Linked DNA regions of Pan troglodytes: region 1 is linked to region 2. Evidence: chromatin contacts called from public HiChIP or PLAC-seq data. All regions are on one chromosome and are shown on one strand. Each heading gives the region's core, a stretch centred on a gene start, on an enhancer-like site or on the middle of the called end of the contact. The rest is flanking DNA. Distances are from core to core; before and after follow the strand shown.

What was found. HiChIP or PLAC-seq counts read pairs in DNA pulled down with a chosen protein or histone mark.
Region 1: a contact with region 2 is called in an H3K4me3 HiChIP or PLAC-seq map of stem cell-derived excitatory neurons, with 4 times the contacts expected there. The contact joins the promoter of H2BC11 here to the promoter of H2BC6 in region 2. A contact is called at or near these places in 1 of 7 Hi-C or Micro-C datasets (induced pluripotent stem cells) and 1 of 1 datasets of contacts at active chromatin or transcription factors (stem cell-derived excitatory neurons).

The regions. Positions count from the first base shown.
Region 1 is chr5:33,097,149-33,101,233 of NHGRI_mPanTro3-v2.0_pri, forward strand. It overlaps H2BC11 (H2B clustered histone 11), which reads right to left and starts at 2,675. Exons shown (of 4, transcript XR_008548791.2): 1 at 2,292-2,675. It overlaps H2AC11 (H2A clustered histone 11), which reads left to right and starts at 2,997. Exons shown (of 1, transcript XM_063812256.1): 1 at 2,997-4,085. The coding sequence starts at 2,997. The coding sequence ends at 3,389.
Region 2 is chr5:32,150,542-32,154,960 of NHGRI_mPanTro3-v2.0_pri, forward strand. It overlaps H2BC6 (H2B clustered histone 6), which reads left to right and starts at 1,858. Exons shown (of 1, transcript XM_016955024.3): 1 at 1,858-2,766. The coding sequence starts at 1,901. The coding sequence ends at 2,281.

The DNA of each region.
Region 1 (4,085 bases), core at 1,425-3,924, 950 kb after region 2:
CCTCAGCCTCCCGAGTAGCTGGGATTACAGGGTCCCACCAGCACATCAGGCTAATTTTTGTATTTTTAGTAGGGACGGGGTTTCACCATCCCCCAGGGGCAGGGGCTGCTCTCGATCTCCTGACCTCAAGTGATCTACCAGCCTTGGCCTCCCAAAGTTCTGGGATTACAGGCGTGAGCCACCCCGCCCAGTCCCATTCAGTTTTTCAAGCAAAGTATTAACTCTTTGTCCTTATTAAGAGGACACCAGCAAGATGAAAATAACCCATAAGGTGATCATTTGTTTCATTACCCCTTAGGCAGTTTAGTCTTCTGAGTAACAGGAGAATTAGCTGGGTTCTTTTCAACTTAACTTTGTATAGTTTTCGAAAACCTAGCCTTTACAAATTTTCACCTGTGGCTGGACAATATACCCATGAGTCAGTCGCAATCCTCCTTTTCTTACAAACCCTGCTTTTTATTCTGATTTCTATATCCTGTAAGACAAAGAAGCAAGTTATTTAGCTTGGAAATTATCATCTGACTATTTGGATTAATAGAGAGGGTCAGAGGCCCATGTAACATAACAATAATGTCATAAAAGTAATTTAAGTTCTGTTTATTCACAGAATTGATAACAGTTCAGTTATCCTTAGTACGGTGAAGGAAAAGAACTTGAGTGTATATTTTCTACATAGAAATATATACAACAAACCAGATAGCAATTCAGAGAGATACATATTTTAGAAACTCTACAGAGACAGTTTTCAAAGGCTGGACAAGTGTCCGAGAAAAAGCTAAAAAAATAGAAGAAATTTCATAAAGCAGGCAATATTTAACTGGGCTTTGAAAAAAACAGGACTTGAGTCAACAAGGGAAACGTGTGTATTTGATAGTGGATTTAACAAAAATACTAATTGTTTTAGATGTTATTACTGTGCTAAATTTAGATCCATTTTAAATAAACTAGATAGTAACTCAAGCTTATATACAATTACTACCTTTGAAACCAAAACCCAGTCATAGTGGGAGCTTCCAAATGCTTTATAGACCTTGGATTTTTACCTAAGAGACACATGACTGAAGTTACAACCTAGAGCAACATCGTTTGTTGGGTGACTGGTTCTCATTTGTGACAACCTGAATAAGGGGGAACTTGTTTTTCCTCACTTCTTCTAGGCAGTCAAAAACAGTATTTAAAATACTAACGAAAGGAGTTTTAAAATTGAAATTGACTTGTTTCAGAAAAGAGTCTGGGATAAATGTCCTCAAGCTTTCTGCCTTCATTACGCCCCGAATTGTCCTGTTTAGGCTTCTAATGCCTTTGCTTATATAGATATACCATAAAGGGAAAATAGTATTCTAATCAGAAATAAAGCATTGATCTTTCTCAGGCTGAAAACTACGGCATTCAAATTCCGTTGTAGCCGGGCTTGATGGCTCATGCCTGTAATCCTAGCACTTTAAGGCTGAGGCTAGTGGATCACCTGAAGTCAGTTCGAGACCAGCCTAGCCAACATGGTGAAACCCCATCTCTACTAAAAATACAAAAATTATCCGGGCGTGGTGGCGCATGCCTGTAATCCCAGCTACACGGAAGGCTGAAGCAGGAGAATCGCTGGAACCCGGGAGGCAGAGGCTGCAGTGAGCTGAGATCGCGCCACCGCACTCCAGTCTGGGCGACAGAGGAAGTCTCCTTCTCAAAAACAAAAAAAAAGACTATGTTGCCATAAAGGGTCCCTTTAAAAAAAAAAAAAAAACGCTCTATCCAACGAAAACTAATTAGAAATAAATCTCCTTCCCGAAAGCGATAAAATACTAAAGAATGAGAAACAGTTTACTGAGTTTGTAAGGAAGGCCAAATAAAGGCGGGGTTTGGATTCCTTTGGCGCACCCAAGCCGACCGTGGACTTCCTGGATACAACAACCAATCAGGATGCAGAGGAAGGGCGGGCGTTGCCCGGGCAAATTCAAACTGACAACCGCTGCAACTTGGCACTGTTCCAAATCACTAACCGACGGGGGACCGACGAGTATTTTAATTGGTTTCTAACGTATTTTAATTGGTTTCGAACTTATAATAGAAAATTTCCCATCTCCTTACTTAACTCTAAGATTAGAATGGCAGATCTAAAAAAAAGTCATTAAGGATTAGTTAAATAACTCCTTTACTTCAGACTAAAAAACACAGTAGCGAGTTACAAGGGTTTGTCAGTGGCCAGCAGAGGAGGAATACAAGCACCAGCTCTTTCTTTGAGAACATGGGTGGCTCTTAAAAGAGCCGTTAGGGTTGAGAGTTTGCAACCAACTCACTGTTTACTTAGCGCTGGTGTACTTGGTGACGGCCTTGGTGCCCTCGGACACGGCGTGCTTGGCCAACTCCCCGGGCAGCAGCAGGCGCACGGCCGTCTGGATCTCCCTGGAGGTGATGGTCGAGCGCTTGTTGTAATGCGCCAGGCGGGAAGCCTCACCTGCGATGCGCTCGAAAATGTCGTTCACAAACGAATTCATGATGCCCATGGCCTTGGACGAAATGCCGGTGTCAGGGTGGACCTGCTTCAGAACCTTGTACACGTAGATGGAATAGCTCTCCTTGCGGCTGCGCTTGCGCTTCTTGCCGTCTTTCTTCTGCGCCTTAGTCACCGCCTTCTTGGAGCCCTTTTTCGGGGCGGGAGCAGACTTCGCTGGCTCTGGCATAGCACTGTGTAGCTACAAAGCGCCAACGAAAAGGAAAAAGAGCGTGAGCAGGGTATGACAAGGCGCTTTTATATAGAATCTCTTATGCAAATAAGGTGAAGAGTTGAAGTCTTGTGTCTGATTGGTAGTTATTCAGGGTAACGTCAGAGGTCAGGTCTGCCCAATCAGGATTCGCAAATCCAGAAGACGCACTACTATTGGTTGAAATTAAACTGCAGCCCTAACCAACAACACGTCTTCTTTTTCGCGCCCAATAGTGTTTATAAAAAGCGCCGCCTTTCCCCTTCACTTTGTGGTTGCTCGTAGTGAGTTGCGGCAGCTATGTCTGGACGTGGCAAGCAGGGAGGCAAAGCCCGCGCTAAGGCCAAGACCCGCTCTTCTAGGGCCGGTCTCCAGTTCCCCGTGGGCCGAGTGCACCGCCTGCTCCGCAAAGGCAACTATGCCGAGCGGGTCGGGGCCGGCGCGCCGGTGTATCTGGCAGCGGTGCTGGAGTACCTGACCGCCGAGATCCTGGAACTGGCGGGCAACGCGGCCCGCGACAACAAGAAGACCCGTATCATCCCGCGTCACCTCCAACTGGCCATCCGCAACGACGAGGAGCTCAACAAGCTGCTGGGCAAAGTCACCATCGCACAGGGCGGTGTCCTGCCCAACATTCAGGCCGTGCTACTGCCCAAAAAGACTGAGAGCCATCACAAGGCGAAGGGCAAGTAACTATCTGGACTAGTTTGTGGCAGCTCAAGTAAAATCGAGTCCAAACCAACGGCTCTTTTCAGGGCCACCCACGTTTTCTCTAAAAGAACTTAACATTTATTCCATGTGAAAGAAAGTGAGACATGGACAAGACTCTAATCATAAGTTACCCATCTTTTTGAAAACAGCGTAGCGAACACCGCAGATTTAAAAGAAAAACTAGAGGGAAGGTGGTCCAGATTCTACCACGCTTAAAAGTTAAGATGTGAACAAATCTCTTAGGCCATTACTTAATTTTAAACTTAGTATGTGTCCACAGAGCACCAGTGGCTTCGTGAGTTCTTGAAGCACTTTGGCCCAAAAGAGTTATCGCCCGGGCTAGAATTTAGCAGACAGCTGTTCCACGCGGGCCAGGGCGGCATGAAGAAGTCCCGCCGCTACGTGTCCGGCACAGTGGCCCTGCGCGACGTTCGGCGCTACCAGAACTCCGAGCTGCTGATCAGCAAGCTGCCGCTCCTGCGAGAGCTCGGCGGTGACGCCGCTGCACGAGAGCGAGGCTGCAGAACTTTGTGACACAATAGTCCACCTCCCTGCAAAGGCTCTGTCAGAGACTCACATCTTTCCTGATGGATAGCCGTGAAGCATTCTCTTACCCACCCTACTGCATGTTGCAAAGTATTCCTTTAAAATGAAGTGAGTAAAATACTGGGATGACGT
Region 2 (4,419 bases), core at 608-3,107:
GTTCCACTATACTGGCCAGGCTGGTCTCAAACTCCTGATCTCGGGATCCGCATGCCTCGGCCTCCCAAAGTGTTGGGATTACAGGAGTGAGACACCACGCCAGACCTTTTTTTTTTTTTCCTCTCTCCCTCTTTGAGACAGAGTCTCGCTCTGTTGCCCAGGCTGTAGTGCAGTGCCAATCTCGGCACACTGCAAGCTCCGCCTCCCAGGTTCACGCCATTCTCCTGCCTCAGTCTTCCGAGTAGCTGGGACTACAGGCGCTCACCACCACACCCAGCTAATTTTTTGTATTTTTAGTAGAGACAGGGTTTCACCGTGTTAGCCAGGATGGTCTCGATCTCCTGACCTTGTGATCCGCCCGCCTCAGCCTCCCAAACTGCTGGGATTACAGGCGTGAGCCACCGTGCCCAGCCCTTTTTTTTTTTTTTTTTTTTTTAAGAAGGAGTTTTGCTCTGGTTGCCCAGGCTGGAGTACAGCGGTGCAGTCTCAGCTCACTGCAACCCCCACCTCCCGTGTTCAAGCGATTCTCCTGCCTCAGGCTCCCAAGTAGTTGGGATGACAGGCGTGTGCCACCCTACTCAGCTAAGTTTTTGTATTCAGTAGAGACGGGGTTTCACCATGTTGGTCAGGCTGGTCTCGAACTCCTGCCCTCAGGTGATCCACCCGCCTCGGCCTCCCAAAGTGCTGGGATTACAGGCTTGCGCCACTGCGCCCGGCCCAAGATTTTTTGATTAAATAAATACAAATAAAGCACATTAGCTATTATTCTGAACACTGCTACATTAGCTACATTGAAAATTAAAAAAGATGTTAAACAGATTTTAAGGTTTTCTCGTCATCACTGAAGTGAGAAAAACAAATTATTTTGTGAAACAAAGATAAGACACAATAAATTCAGAGTACACTTTTGTTAGATGCTAACCCACAGAGCGGAATACTTTTTGCGCAGCACCTTCATTCCTGGAGACTTAGGGCCCGGGAAGTGGGAATGGTGGCAGGAGAGGAGAAGGGCTAGGGGGCTGGGGAGCGTGGGGTGAAGGAGTGGGGGCTTAAAAAGGACAGTCAAATTTAGGAAGAACAGTTTCTTAAACTGAAGTTAGCTAAGCAGCGGGCTTCAGCCAAAGATAATACTAACTTGAAAGTAAAGCTGTTTGTTAAATAGGCTTTCATTTTAATTTTTTAAAAAATATTTTCACTAATTAGACGGAATATTTATTTCTGATCCTCGTTGTAGGGCTAAACTAGGTGTGACTTGCTTTTCCATTAAGGACTGTAGCCATTTTGGCTAAGAAAGTCTTTCCTGTCTTAGCTCTCTTCAAGAGATGCTATTTACTTTTTTGTTGTTGTTGTTTTCTCCGGAGCTTTATTGCCTGCCCTTTATTTTCACGATGTGTTTGTGCATTCTGTAAAAAGTGGGAAACACTTTTCTCGGGATTGTGTGGGTGATCGCCGGTCGCCTAGCTTGCCGTTCTTCAGGTATCTCCTGCTGCTCCAGAATCTACATCTGAAGGTTAAGGCATAGCTTTTCCAGGAGCTTTTAAACCGACCTTTCAATTCGAAGACGTAACTGCGCCAGGAGCTTTGTCTCCCTGGCATATAAAAGCATAGAAGAGAGCAACTTCTGGTTTTTAAAATAAGTAAACTAATCTGAATTGTTTGCAATGGTAGGAACTTGTTATATAAAATGTTAATTAGGTGGCCCGCGCTCGAAAACTGCTCTCAGGATATGACCAATGGGAGAGTAGACCTAGGCTCCTTCATTTGCATGCAGAGTTCCCGACAAAATAACGAATCAGAGATGGAGAAACTAAATCTTCATTTACATAACGTTGTCTACAAATTCCGAGGATCAGGAGATGTAGATTTCATTTTCTTTCCTACCTGCAGAACAGCAGATAGCATGCCTGAGCCAGCGAAATCCGCTCCCGCCCCGAAGAAGGGTTCCAAGAAGGCCGTGACCAAGGCGCAGAAGAAGGACGGCAAGAAGCGCAAGCGCAGCCGCAAGGAGAGCTACTCCGTATACGTGTACAAGGTGCTGAAACAGGTCCACCCCGACACCGGCATCTCCTCTAAAGCCATGGGGATCATGAATTCCTTTGTCAACGACATCTTCGAGCGCATCGCCGGCGAGGCTTCCCGCCTGGCGCATTACAACAAGCGCTCGACCATCACCTCCAGGGAGATCCAGACGGCCGTGCGCCTGCTGCTTCCCGGGGAGCTGGCCAAGCACGCTGTGTCAGAGGGCACCAAGGCCGTTACCAAGTACACCAGCTCCAAGTAAACTTGTCCCTGCAACTGCCTTAGTAAACCCAAAGGCTCTTTTCAGAGCCACTCACCTTTTCACAATTGGAGCTATATACTGACATGTGAAGATACTAGAAACTCCTGCAGCTGAAATAAGCATGTTTTTAAAACTTAAAATGGCACTCACTGTCTGGGCTGGTGGCTTTATGAAACTTTGGTTTCCGTGTTTTATGAGGTATCACTCGATAGCACCTAAGAGGCAATAGTAATTTGATAGTTTTGCTCTACGAAGAGAAACTTCGTTTCTCAAGAGTCCTTAAAAATACGGGTTTTACTAAATAAGCCCATATTATGGGGGGCTGGAGCGGGGGTGGGGAAGGAGGAGAAGAGACTACTGCTTTCAAGTAGTTCTTAATGTTGAATTTGCTTTTTTCCTTTCCTCAATTACTTCAAAAAGGTCTTAATTTGGATTTTTATTTTAGGTTCTAAAGGAAAAAATAAAACCCTCTTCCCTCCACCGCCTCACCTGTCTGGTTTCACCAATTAGACTTGAACAATTCTCAGTGTGCAACCACACTCGCGCTCGCACACAAACACACATACACACATTGTTCATTGATCGACAATCCCCATCTCATCTTAATCATGTTCTTAGAGAAGTTGGGTCTCCATTGTTAAGGATTCTCCTAATCACAAAAACTGACTATATACCTATCCCCAATCCAATCATTAATAAGGGGCATGTGATCTTTAGGATAGGTGTAGTCAAATTAATCAGATCCCTGAGGCTAGAAGGAACTCTGCCTTCTCTGGAGAACAAGTCAGGGAACAAAGAAAGTTGTATTAGGAAGAAAGGAGGGGAAATGACTTTTGGGGAGGAGGCATCTGCACTGCCTGATACAAGCAGCTTCCAGGCGAAGGTGGATGGAAGGAATATCCAGTAGGTTGAAAATGGGTAGTCATTCCTTCATATTCAAGTGCCAAGCAGTGAATTTTGTACTGAGGACTTTTGCACTGAGAATAGTGGTTCTCAGACTTCAGTGTGCATCAGAATCACCTGGAGAGCTTGTTAAAGGAGATTGCTGAGATAAAGAATATGCTAACCAAGCCTCCTGCTCACGTGGAGTTTTCTTGTGATAAAGATGTGGGAGAAGATTGTGAAGAGTCTGAATGTCAAACAATGAAGTTTAGATTTATTTTGCAGACAATAAAGTTATAGAAAGCTTGTGAGCAAGGACTAACAAAATTATAACTAGTTCTAGGAATATGCTTCTGGTGGCAAGAGACTTGATGCAGTGGAGGGAAATGATGTTGAAGGAGGATAAAGTTTCAAGCCAAAGAAATGGCAGGAGTAATGGAGCAGGGGATACAATAAACAAATCAGAGAGTAGTTGAAGGGATTTCATTCAGTATTTCATCAAATATTGATTGCATTCCCTCTGTGCCAGGCATTGAAATACTTCAGTGAGCAAGACAGACAAGAGACTGCCCTTCTGAGGCTCATATCCTAGTGAAGGAAGAGAGATGATAGACTGGGCATGGTGGCTCACACCTGTAATCCCAGCACTTTCGGAGGCCAAGGAGGGCGGATCATCTGAGGTCGAGATTTCAAGACCAGGTTGTCCAACATGGCAAAACCCTGTCTCTATTAAAAATACAAAAATTAGCTGAGCATAGTAGCACAGGCCTGTAGTCCCAGCTACTTGGGAGGCTGAGGCAGAAGAATAGGAGAATTGCTTGAACCCAGGAGGCGGAGACTGCAGTGAGCCAAGATCACACCACTGCACTCCAGCGTGGGTGACAGAGGGAAATTCCATCTCAAAAAAAAAAAAAAAAAAAAGAAGAAGAAGAAGAAGAATATAGGTCTATTTCACTCAGCAAATGGTAACAAACTCACTCCTGTTCAATGTATTATTTAGTATTATGTCTGTGATTCCTCTCTATCTTTAAATTTGGGATCTCTAGATCTCAGACCCTGAAATCCTAGACTTCTGGTTGTTGACAGGAATCCATGGAGCCCTGGGAGTTCCTTGAGTTTCTGAGAATAAATGAGCCTCATAAAATATCTATGTTCATATGTCTATTTTCAACAGATTCTCAAAGGAGTTTTTGATCCATCTATTACTACGAACTACTCTTTTTTTTTTTTTTTTTTTTGATACAGGGTTTTGCTCT